Regions from separate parts of the Sus scrofa genome. Here all the other regions are linked to region 3. Evidence: chromatin contacts called from public Hi-C and HiChIP or PLAC-seq data. All regions are on one chromosome and are shown on one strand. The core of a region is the stretch at or near the end of the contact, and the rest is flanking DNA. Distances in the headings are between cores, read along the strand shown.

What was found. A called contact is a pair of places that touch in the nucleus more often than the background predicts. HiChIP or PLAC-seq counts read pairs in DNA pulled down with a chosen protein or histone mark.
Region 1: a contact with region 3 is called in a Hi-C map of retroperitoneal adipose tissue, with 1.7 times the contacts expected there. The contact joins two enhancer-like sites. A contact is called at or near these places in 15 of 47 Hi-C or Micro-C datasets (alveolar macrophages, blood, brain and 8 more) and 1 of 2 datasets of contacts at active chromatin or transcription factors (skeletal muscle).
Region 2: an H3K27ac HiChIP or PLAC-seq map of skeletal muscle shows a contact between it and region 3. The contact joins the promoter of CXXC5 here to the enhancer-like site in region 3. A contact is called at or near these places in 8 of 47 Hi-C or Micro-C datasets (blood, brain, embryonic fibroblasts and 4 more) and 1 of 2 datasets of contacts at active chromatin or transcription factors (skeletal muscle).

Annotation. Positions count from the first base shown.
Region 1 is chr2:141,570,571-141,573,270 of Sscrofa11.1, forward strand. The region is part of intron 5 of LOC110259504 (a long non-coding RNA gene); the gene reads left to right. Among named protein-coding and RNA genes, the nearest start is that of PSD2, 20 kb to the right of the region's middle. Within about 2 kb of position 1,276, at least 14 of the 83 cell types and tissues checked have an H3K27ac peak or open chromatin away from gene starts, as enhancers often do. A contact at or near this core is called in retroperitoneal adipose tissue, where this site is marked.
Region 2 is chr2:141,479,622-141,482,321 of Sscrofa11.1, forward strand. CXXC5 (CXXC-type zinc finger protein 5) reads left to right here and starts at 1,371. Exons shown (of 5, transcript XM_021084872.1): 1 at 1,371-1,471.
Region 3 is chr2:141,536,862-141,539,561 of Sscrofa11.1, forward strand. All of the region lies in intron 3 of LOC110259504 (a long non-coding RNA gene), which reads left to right. Among named protein-coding and RNA genes, the nearest start is that of PSD2, 54 kb to the right of the region's middle. Within about 2 kb of position 1,375, at least 46 of the 83 cell types and tissues checked have an H3K27ac peak or open chromatin away from gene starts, as enhancers often do. A contact at or near this core is called in epiblast stem cells, omental adipose tissue, retroperitoneal adipose tissue and 1 more, where this site is marked.

The sequences.
Region 1 (2,700 bases), core at 26-2,525, 34 kb after region 3:
ACGACGGGAACTCCAGGGGGCTGTTTTTATTGAGCAAGAGAAGTGCCTTGGAAGGATTGGCCCGCTCGGGTCCCATAGTTAGGCTTAGTTTACAGCATGAAGGACTCTGATTAGATTGAAGAGGAACTTCCCTAGCAGTAAAACAATTGGGAGCCAGGAGTGTGAGTGTGAGTGTGTGTGTGTGTGTGTGTGTGTGTGTGTGTGTGTTGGAGAGCCTGGGCTGCCCCCAAAGAAGCCCACAAGGAAACAGTAGCCAACATCTAGTACCTGCCTTTTGCCTGGTCACATAATTCCACGGGAGAGGCGTTGGACCCCATGTTAAAGATAAACGCAACTGATGCTCCGCCAGTGTAAAACCATCCGTCCCGGACTCAGGGATGCAATGTCGCTGCACCCCATTCCTGCCCCCACTGCCATGTTCTCTGGCCTCTGTGGCCCGGGGACCCCGCTTCATCTCTGCTGTGGGTCAGTCTAGCGCTTGGCTCTTTCAAACGCATGCGAGTGTGAGTGAGGGTGCGAAATGGGTGGACTTGAGGGCGTGGGGTGTGTCCCAGAGAATGCTGGGGTGGGGGCTTGTGTGTGGACGAATGTGCCACGGTGCGTGCTTCCGTGACTGAGGTTTATGTGTGTGTGTGTGTGTTGGGGGGGGGGTGTCTCTGGGCGTCGGTGTGGGTTTGTTTGTAGACCTCAGCGTGTTTCAGTCTCCCTCTCCCTGCGCGGCCTGCGTGATGGGTTTGTTAGGTTCTGAGTTTCCTCCTCGTTTGTCTCAGGGCGTGCATCTTTGTAATTTGGTCTCTTGCTCAGCTTCTGGGTGTGTCTCCACGTGAGCAGCTCTGCCTGCGGCGCTGGGCGCCTGTGTCCCTGTAGCTCTGTGTCTGCTTCTGCGAGGTCCTTGAGGTGTGACCGCGTCTGCGAGGCTGTCTCAACCGCAGATGCCCGTGAGACCCCGTGCGTGCGTGCTCCTGAACGGTGCTGCCTGTGGCTGTGTCTCAGGCCCGGGACGACGGTGGGCACAACAGAATCGCTCAGGATCCGGGCGAATTCCTTTCGTACACTCTTTTTTTCCAACATCACAATGGATGCAAAACCGGCATGATGGAAACACAGCAAAATAGTTCAGACGGGATGGGTCCGTGTGCGCGGCGGCGTGACTGTGTGTGTGTGTGTGTGCACGCGCGCGTGTGCCCGTGCGCCCTCCCGCCCGCCCGCCAGGTGAGCCCGCCCCCTGCAGTCACGCTGCGCTGGGCTGAGCCGCGGTAATTTCCGAGTCGGCGGCGGCTTTGTGTGCAGCGGCCGCGGCCTCGGGGGCGGGGCTGGAGGGGAGGCTGGGGTCGCCCCCCTCTTCCTTTTATTGGGTCATTAACAGCGGCCGGGGCTGCCGCTGCGCCCCCGGCCCCCCTTTCATGTCTGCCGCGCCTCCCGCCATTATCTCCCTGCGCCGCGCGGCGTAATTCGATGCCAATCAGGTTGGGGCGCTGAGGCCAGCGGATCAAAGCCGGGGCCGCCGCGCGGGAGGGAGTCGGAGTGGGCGGGGGGGGGGGGAGCAGGCCGCCGCCCCCCTGCCCCGCGCCCCCGCTCTTCGCCCCCGCCCCGGGATCGGGGCGCCCACCGTGTGTCCCGCCCAAGAGCCCCCAGGGTCTCACCCGACCCGGGAGGCGGTTCAGAAACCCGCGTGGAGGGACGCGGTGGCCGGTGGCTCCAGGGCCCCTCGGGGGCTGGAGGCTGGAGGTGGTTTTTCTGGAGGGCCTGGCCTTGAGGCGGAACCTTGAAAGATTTGGGTCACACAAGTGGAGCTTGCAGAGAGATGGCATTTTGGGTGGAGGGACCAGCTTGGGCAGAGGCAGGGCCCAGCAGTGTTTGAGGGCTAGAGAAGAGGCTGGCAGATTGTTCTGGCTCCGCGGTGGTGCTGGGTCCCCGGGGCACGGAGCCAGGGAGGGCTCTTGAGAGGAGAAGGTCAGCATCTCCCCTGGCCTTCTGACGGTTTTTCTGGTGGTGTCTGCTGCCTGCTGGAAGGCCTGCTGACTCAGTTTTCCCCTCTGGGAAATGGGGGCCCTGTCAGCTTCCTGCATGGTGAACATGGTAGAACAAGCAAAGACAAGCACGGCTCGCACTTAGGGAGTCCTCACTGTTTGCTAGGTTTGGCCCCAATCCTGTTCCAGCCGCCAACAGCCCTGCGCAGTTGAAAGTCATTTTACAGATGAGCAGCTAGAGGCCCTGAGAGGTAAAGTGATGGGCCCAAGTTTCCACAGCCGGAGGGCCGCGATCGAGATTTAAACCAGGCTGATAGACCCAGAGCTCCCAGGAAGAGGGCCTTCCCCTGGGGCAGTCCCTGCCCGGCCCTCTCCCCTCTGCCACCCCACCAGAGCCTTGGGGGAGGGATGGGGGTAAAGGGTTTGAAGCTGCCTGTGTGGGGTGGGGATGATTCCAGAGTCGGCTGGGTGGGGAGGGAGACCAGAATCCTCCCTCCTCTGTTGCTTACAAGCCCTTGGCCTTGGCCAAGTCAAGACTGCTTGTCCCCAGTCTGTATCTTGGTCTGTAAATTGGGGTTAACAATCTTTCCCTGCTTGTCTCTGGAGTCACTGAGTCAACCCAGCAAAGGGTATTTTGAAAGTAAGATGTAATAAAAATGGGAGGTTTTCTTATTTCTTATCACCATCAGCCGAGGACTTAGGGTGGAGGCGGGGTGTCTGCCCGCCAGTC
Region 2 (2,700 bases), core at 121-2,620, 57 kb before region 3:
AGGATATGCGGGCCCAAATCTGTACCCACTGGGCTTTTGTTCTCTTTCAGCCGGTATCTGTCTGTCGAGCAATGCTCTGTGCTAGGCACTGTCTCAGGCTGAGTTTACACTTCGCGGTCCCGTCTCAGGGCCACAATGCAGTCGCTTTAGCTCCAGGACTCAGGGCTTGGGGTGGCGCCGGCACAGGAAACAAAATGCCCTTCCTCGGCTCGGTTTCCTCATCTGTGAAATGGGGACAGGAACCTCGGCTCCCTTTCTCCCGGAGAACTAGAGCCCACCGAGTTCGGGAAAGCGCCCTGGGAAGGGAGGAGTCCTTCAACACGCGTCTAATTCCGAGAGTGCTCGGCTAGGAGTTCCCGACCCTACGCGCCGCTGAGCCGCGGGGCGCGGCCAAACCCTCAGCACCGGTCCTTGCAGCTTGGCGGCCGGCCGAACAGAGGGGACAGAGGGGCGGCGGATTTCCTCGTCAGGTGCGTCGCCGAGCGCATGCCCTCCTCACAAAACGAGAGAGGTCCTCTTATGTATTTATTTATTTATTTTTGTAAAGTTGCGGAGAAAGAGGTGAAGACGGGGCGCGCCGGGGAGCTGAGCCAGGGCCGACCAGGTCAGGGCGCGGAGAGCTGGAGGCGCAGTGGCTGCAGCTCCAGCCTCAGAGCCTGCGGCGTCCAAGTGGCCAGGGCTGCGTCGGGAGGGAGGGAGCGTCGAGTCCGGTCCGGGTTTTGCCGGCAGCCCCCGGGCAGCGTTCAGAGCTCCTGCCCCGGCGGGCGCGCGGCGGCGGCGGCGGCGGCGGCGGCAGAGGCGGCGGAGCCTGAGCGGGGATGTAGAGGCGGCGGCACTGGCGGCAGCAGAGGCGGCGGCGGCGGCGAGAGCAGGCGCCGGAGCCGAGCGAGAAGAGCGGCAGGACCTTGTTCCCCGAAGCCGGGCCCCGCGTCCCAGCCCTGCCCAGCCCGCGCCCAGCCATGCGCGCCGCCTGCTGAGTCCGGGCGCCTCACGCTGCGCCCTCCGCCAGCCGCGCCGCGCTGCGCTCGGGGGTGATTAGTTGCTTTTTGTTGTTTTTTAATTTGGGCCGCGGGGAGGGGGAGGAGGGGCAGGTGCTGCAGGCTCCCCCCCCCTCCCCGCCTCCGGCCAGCCGCGGCGGCGTGACTCCGGCTCCGGCCCCGGGCACGGCGGGCGGCGCGGCTGGAGCGGAGCGCACCGCGGCGGCTGTGCCCAGAGAGGAGCGCAGCTCTCCGCCCCGCCCCTCCCCCTCGGCCTCGCGGCGGCGGCGGCGGCGGCGGCGGCGGTGGCGGCTTGGACGACTCTGAGAGCCGGTAGGTGTCGGGCCACGGCCCTCCCCCGACCCCCCGGAGGCCGGCCCCCTCCCCTTCCCCGCCTACCTCCCTCTCCTCCCCGGGGCCCGGTGCGCGGCCGGGGCCGGAGTTCGCTGCAAGTCGGCGGAAAGTTTGGCGGCGCGGGCTCCCCCGAAGTTCAGGTGCGGAGAGCCAGGGACGGGGAAGGAGGGGTCCGGGTTTGGGTGGGGCAGGGGGTGCCGGTGGCCTGAGCCCGGGAGCCCCGGCGGCTGGGAGCCCGAGCTCCGGGGATCGCTCGGTGGCCTCTGCTATACTCCAGCCTCCCCAAGCCGCAGTCAGCTCGGTCGCAGATCACTGAGTTCAGACAAAAAGAGGGGTTTTAGGGTCGGGGACGGCGGCTTGGGCGCCATGGATTGGGGCTGGGGCTCCTGTCCCCTCCCCAGGTCCTCGAGCCTGAGGGCTCAGGGGCGGCGGGAGCCCGGGTCCTCACCTCTCGGTGTTGGGCGGGCGCTCCGCCTGCGGGGGCGGCTGATTGGAGCTCTCCGGCGCGCACTCCCCCCACCATGCCCCATTCGCAGCCTGGTGTTTGGGGGGCGACGGTAACTGCTCTTAATGCCCTGGACCACGCGTGGCTGAGTCTCCCCCTCCACTTGAGGGGGCGGTGGCCACTTCTACATTTCCCCTCCGGCTCCTCGCCCCCGCTGCCCGCGGGGTGCCTGGCGGGCTGATCAAGTTTGACCTTCTTTTTCCGTTAAAGGATCACCCCCCACCACCGCTGCTCCCCGCGGCCTCGTTCTCCCATCCTCCCCAGCCCTGGGGAGTCTTTCAGGCTGGCTCTCGAGCCCCGCGTGGCCAAACAGCAGGCAAAGCCAGGGTGGGAGACTGGGGGTGTTCCTCTCGCTGCGGAGCTGTGGGAGGCGGGTGTCCCAGGCGCCTGCCTCGCTGCTCTGGCTCCAAATTTACCCGTGAAGTTTGGGCCCCAGCCCCCCCTCCCCTTTGCTTCCCCGGAGCGAGGGGCTGCACCGCCTCGGGAAGAATGTGTTAATTTTCTTGCCGGGGGAAGTTGTCCTCGCCCGGAATGGGCTGCTTCCCGGCGGGGAGCGCGGGGTGCGTCAGGCTTTGTTTATTTGTAGGATCAACAGAAAGTGAGTGACCCCGGTTTTTAAATGGGGGGCTGCCCCTGGGACCTGTCAGGAGAGCCGAAGCGCTCAAGGAGGGACTAGGTTCGCTTTTTGCTACCCCCCCCCCCCCGCTTTAGGAATCGGAAAAGGTGCGCGGAGTTGGGCTGGTGCCACGGGCTGCGAGGAGGCAGCCGCAGATTTGGGGGTTCTGTAGGGACCCATCCGGAAAGACTCGTGCCCTCCCCTTGTCTCCTGCGACGGGGGGGGGTGCTGAAGGGTTGGCAGCCGCA
Region 3 (2,700 bases), core at 125-2,624:
CCTCCCTGACTACCCCAGCCAACACGGTTCCCTCCCCGACGTCAGTCTCACAGGACCTGTTTTAAGGGCTTCATGGCCCTTCAGACTCTCTGAGCTCATCCTGGTCACCGATTTGTTTACTCGATTCTGGTTTGTCTTCCTGAATTAGAATCTAAGCTCCATGAGGCTGTTGGCCCCCTAGTCTAAACAGCGCCGGGTACGTGCTAGGCCCGGATAAACACCTGAAAGAATGCAGTGGTTGGTGTGACCTGAATCCAGAAGCCCAGCCCTTCTCTCCCTCAGTTTCTTTTCTCTGTTGGGGCCGTCTTCTCTCAGCCTCCTAGGGAGCGCTCCGGATGAGATCAGAGGTGGCAAAGGCCTCCCTGGGGAGGGGGGGAGGGGAGGGCACGATGCCCGCCTGTGGATGAGGTCCGCGTGCGTGCAGGGGACAAGCCGAGCGGCCGAGATGTTTTTGGCTAGACCCCTGCCCCCGAGTGGTGTCCTAGCCGGGCAGGGGAGTGGGCCCAAGCCCTTCCTCCGGTGGGAAGCTCCTCCCGGCGGGGCCTCCTGTTCCCCCCTCCCCGGGGAGGCAGGTGGAGCTGCGTCCTCATCTTTGTTCCCATCTGGAGCGCGTTTGGCGCGGCGTGGCGGGGGCGGGGCTGCGCCCCCGCGGTGCCCGGAGAGACGGGCCCGCCCGCTTATCTGATCTGCGGCTAATTGAAACTCCCTGCTCGCGAAGGTCAGCTCGGTCCCCTGACAGCTGCCGAGCCGAGCGGGGCCGGATGGAAAACCCGGGCTGTGCAGGGCCCGGCGGGGCGCGGGGGGGAGGGGGCGTGGGGGGCTGCCTCTGCGGCGCAGTAGACAAAGGCTGCCCCTCCCGCCTTGTGCACGCTGCCGGGGGTCGCCAGAGGTAGCGGCCTTCGCCCTCACCCAGCGGGGCGCTGCGGCCAGGGTCACGTGGCCTAAGGCTACAGAGGCGTGGTGGTGGGGGGGCGCCCTTAATCCTTACGCGCCCGCCCACCCCGCTCCCACGCCGGGGCCCCGTCTGGGGTCTCTGGGAGAGTCACCCCCAACTTCCTGCCCCTACCCCGCCTCCACGCCCCGGCTCTGAGACTTCCTGCCTCCCCGGCTCCGGGCTGCTCAGGCTGTGGGAAGCTGGCGGGGCGGGGGCGGCCGGGTCCCCTCCCCCTGCACGCTCTACGGGGCGCTGGGGGTCCGGGAGGAAGTGTGCGCGGTGGGGGGCAAGGCCTGGCCCCGGGGCGGCCATCCGGTGGGGCAGGTGCGGCCTCAGCCCTGGGAGGGAGGGTAGGCAGGCCCGTTGCTAATGGTGCAGGGTAGGGGGTGGGGTGCGCACCGCGGGGAGTCCCGTTTCCAGGGTTCCGGGTGCGGATGTGGCTCGCGCAGGAGGTCCCGCCCGACGCGCCCCAGGCAGGCCCAGGCCCTGCAAAGCCGGCACGCGTCCCTTCACCTCCCGCGGGTTTAGGCTGAGGTGCTGGGAAGCTCCCAAGGTGTAAATGCTTCAGGCTGACCGCGCCCTTGAGCAAAGCCTTTTGGGCCTCGGCTTTCCCAGCCTGAAAAAGTAACCCCAGTGACAGCTACCATTTTTCAGAACCACGTGCCAAACGTTTAACATACTTGGTCTCAAGCCACACAACCCTTCCATTTTGTTGACAAGCAAGGTGAGACGCCGAGAGGTTGTGACTTGCCCAAAGTCACATGGTTAGGAAGTAACCCAGGCGGGACCGATCGTTCTTGACTACGGGTGGTCCCCTTTTAGCGAGAGCTCTGGAGGTGTACGCCTATATAGGTCGATCCCCCAGCGCATTCACCAGTGCAGTGAGGCCCTCGGCCGCGTCTCGCCGCACGAGTTCCCGTCTTGGAGCTGGGCACGTGTATCTGGGCGCGTTCCCGCGTGCTGGAGCCCAGGGACAGAAGCACAGCCTAGCGCACTGGTACCCAGGTGCGCGGTTCCCGGTTGGGACCCGGCAGAGTCATATGGCCTGAGCCGCGGGCTAAGTGGAGCGGGGGCGGGGAACTCGGAGTAGAGTCCACGCGGGCCGCGGCGCCTGGGAGGCCGCAATCCCGGCGCCTGCAGCCGGCGAGGCGCGGGGTGACGCGCGGGGGCCCAGCTACCGTGACCTCCTCCGCGGTTTCCATGGAGACGGTGCACTATAAATAAAAAAAAAAAAAAGGGAGAGAGAGGAGGAATTTCAAACCCGTTTTCTACGGCGCTTGGCGGGAGGGGGGAGGAAAGCTCTCTTTGAATCGAGTTTCCCATTTCACCTTCCCAGGCGGTGGGAGCGCTTCCCCCACAGCCCAGCCGGGAAATTGCCGCCCCTCACGCCGCGTGGCGCCCCCCGAGGAAGCTAATTAGCGCAGCCCGGGGAGCTGGGGACTGGGGACCCGGCCCCGGGGGGCCGGGGCCCGCCTCTTGACGGGGGGGGGGAGCGCCTACAAATTGACGCACCCCCCCACCTCCCCGCATCTCTCCAGGCGCGCACGCAGCCCGGAGCGGGCCGGGGCACAGGGCGCAGGCGGGAGGTCGCATCTGCAGCTTTGGCGCAATGAATCAGGCGCGGCCGCCGCCGCCGCCGCTGCGGAGCGCGTCTGGCATCCGGAGTCTCCCGGGATCGAAAATAATTTGGGCAAAGCGGTGGGAGGTGTGTGTGTGTATGTGTGTGTGTGTGTGTGTGTGTGTGTGCGCGCGCGCGCGCGCGCTCC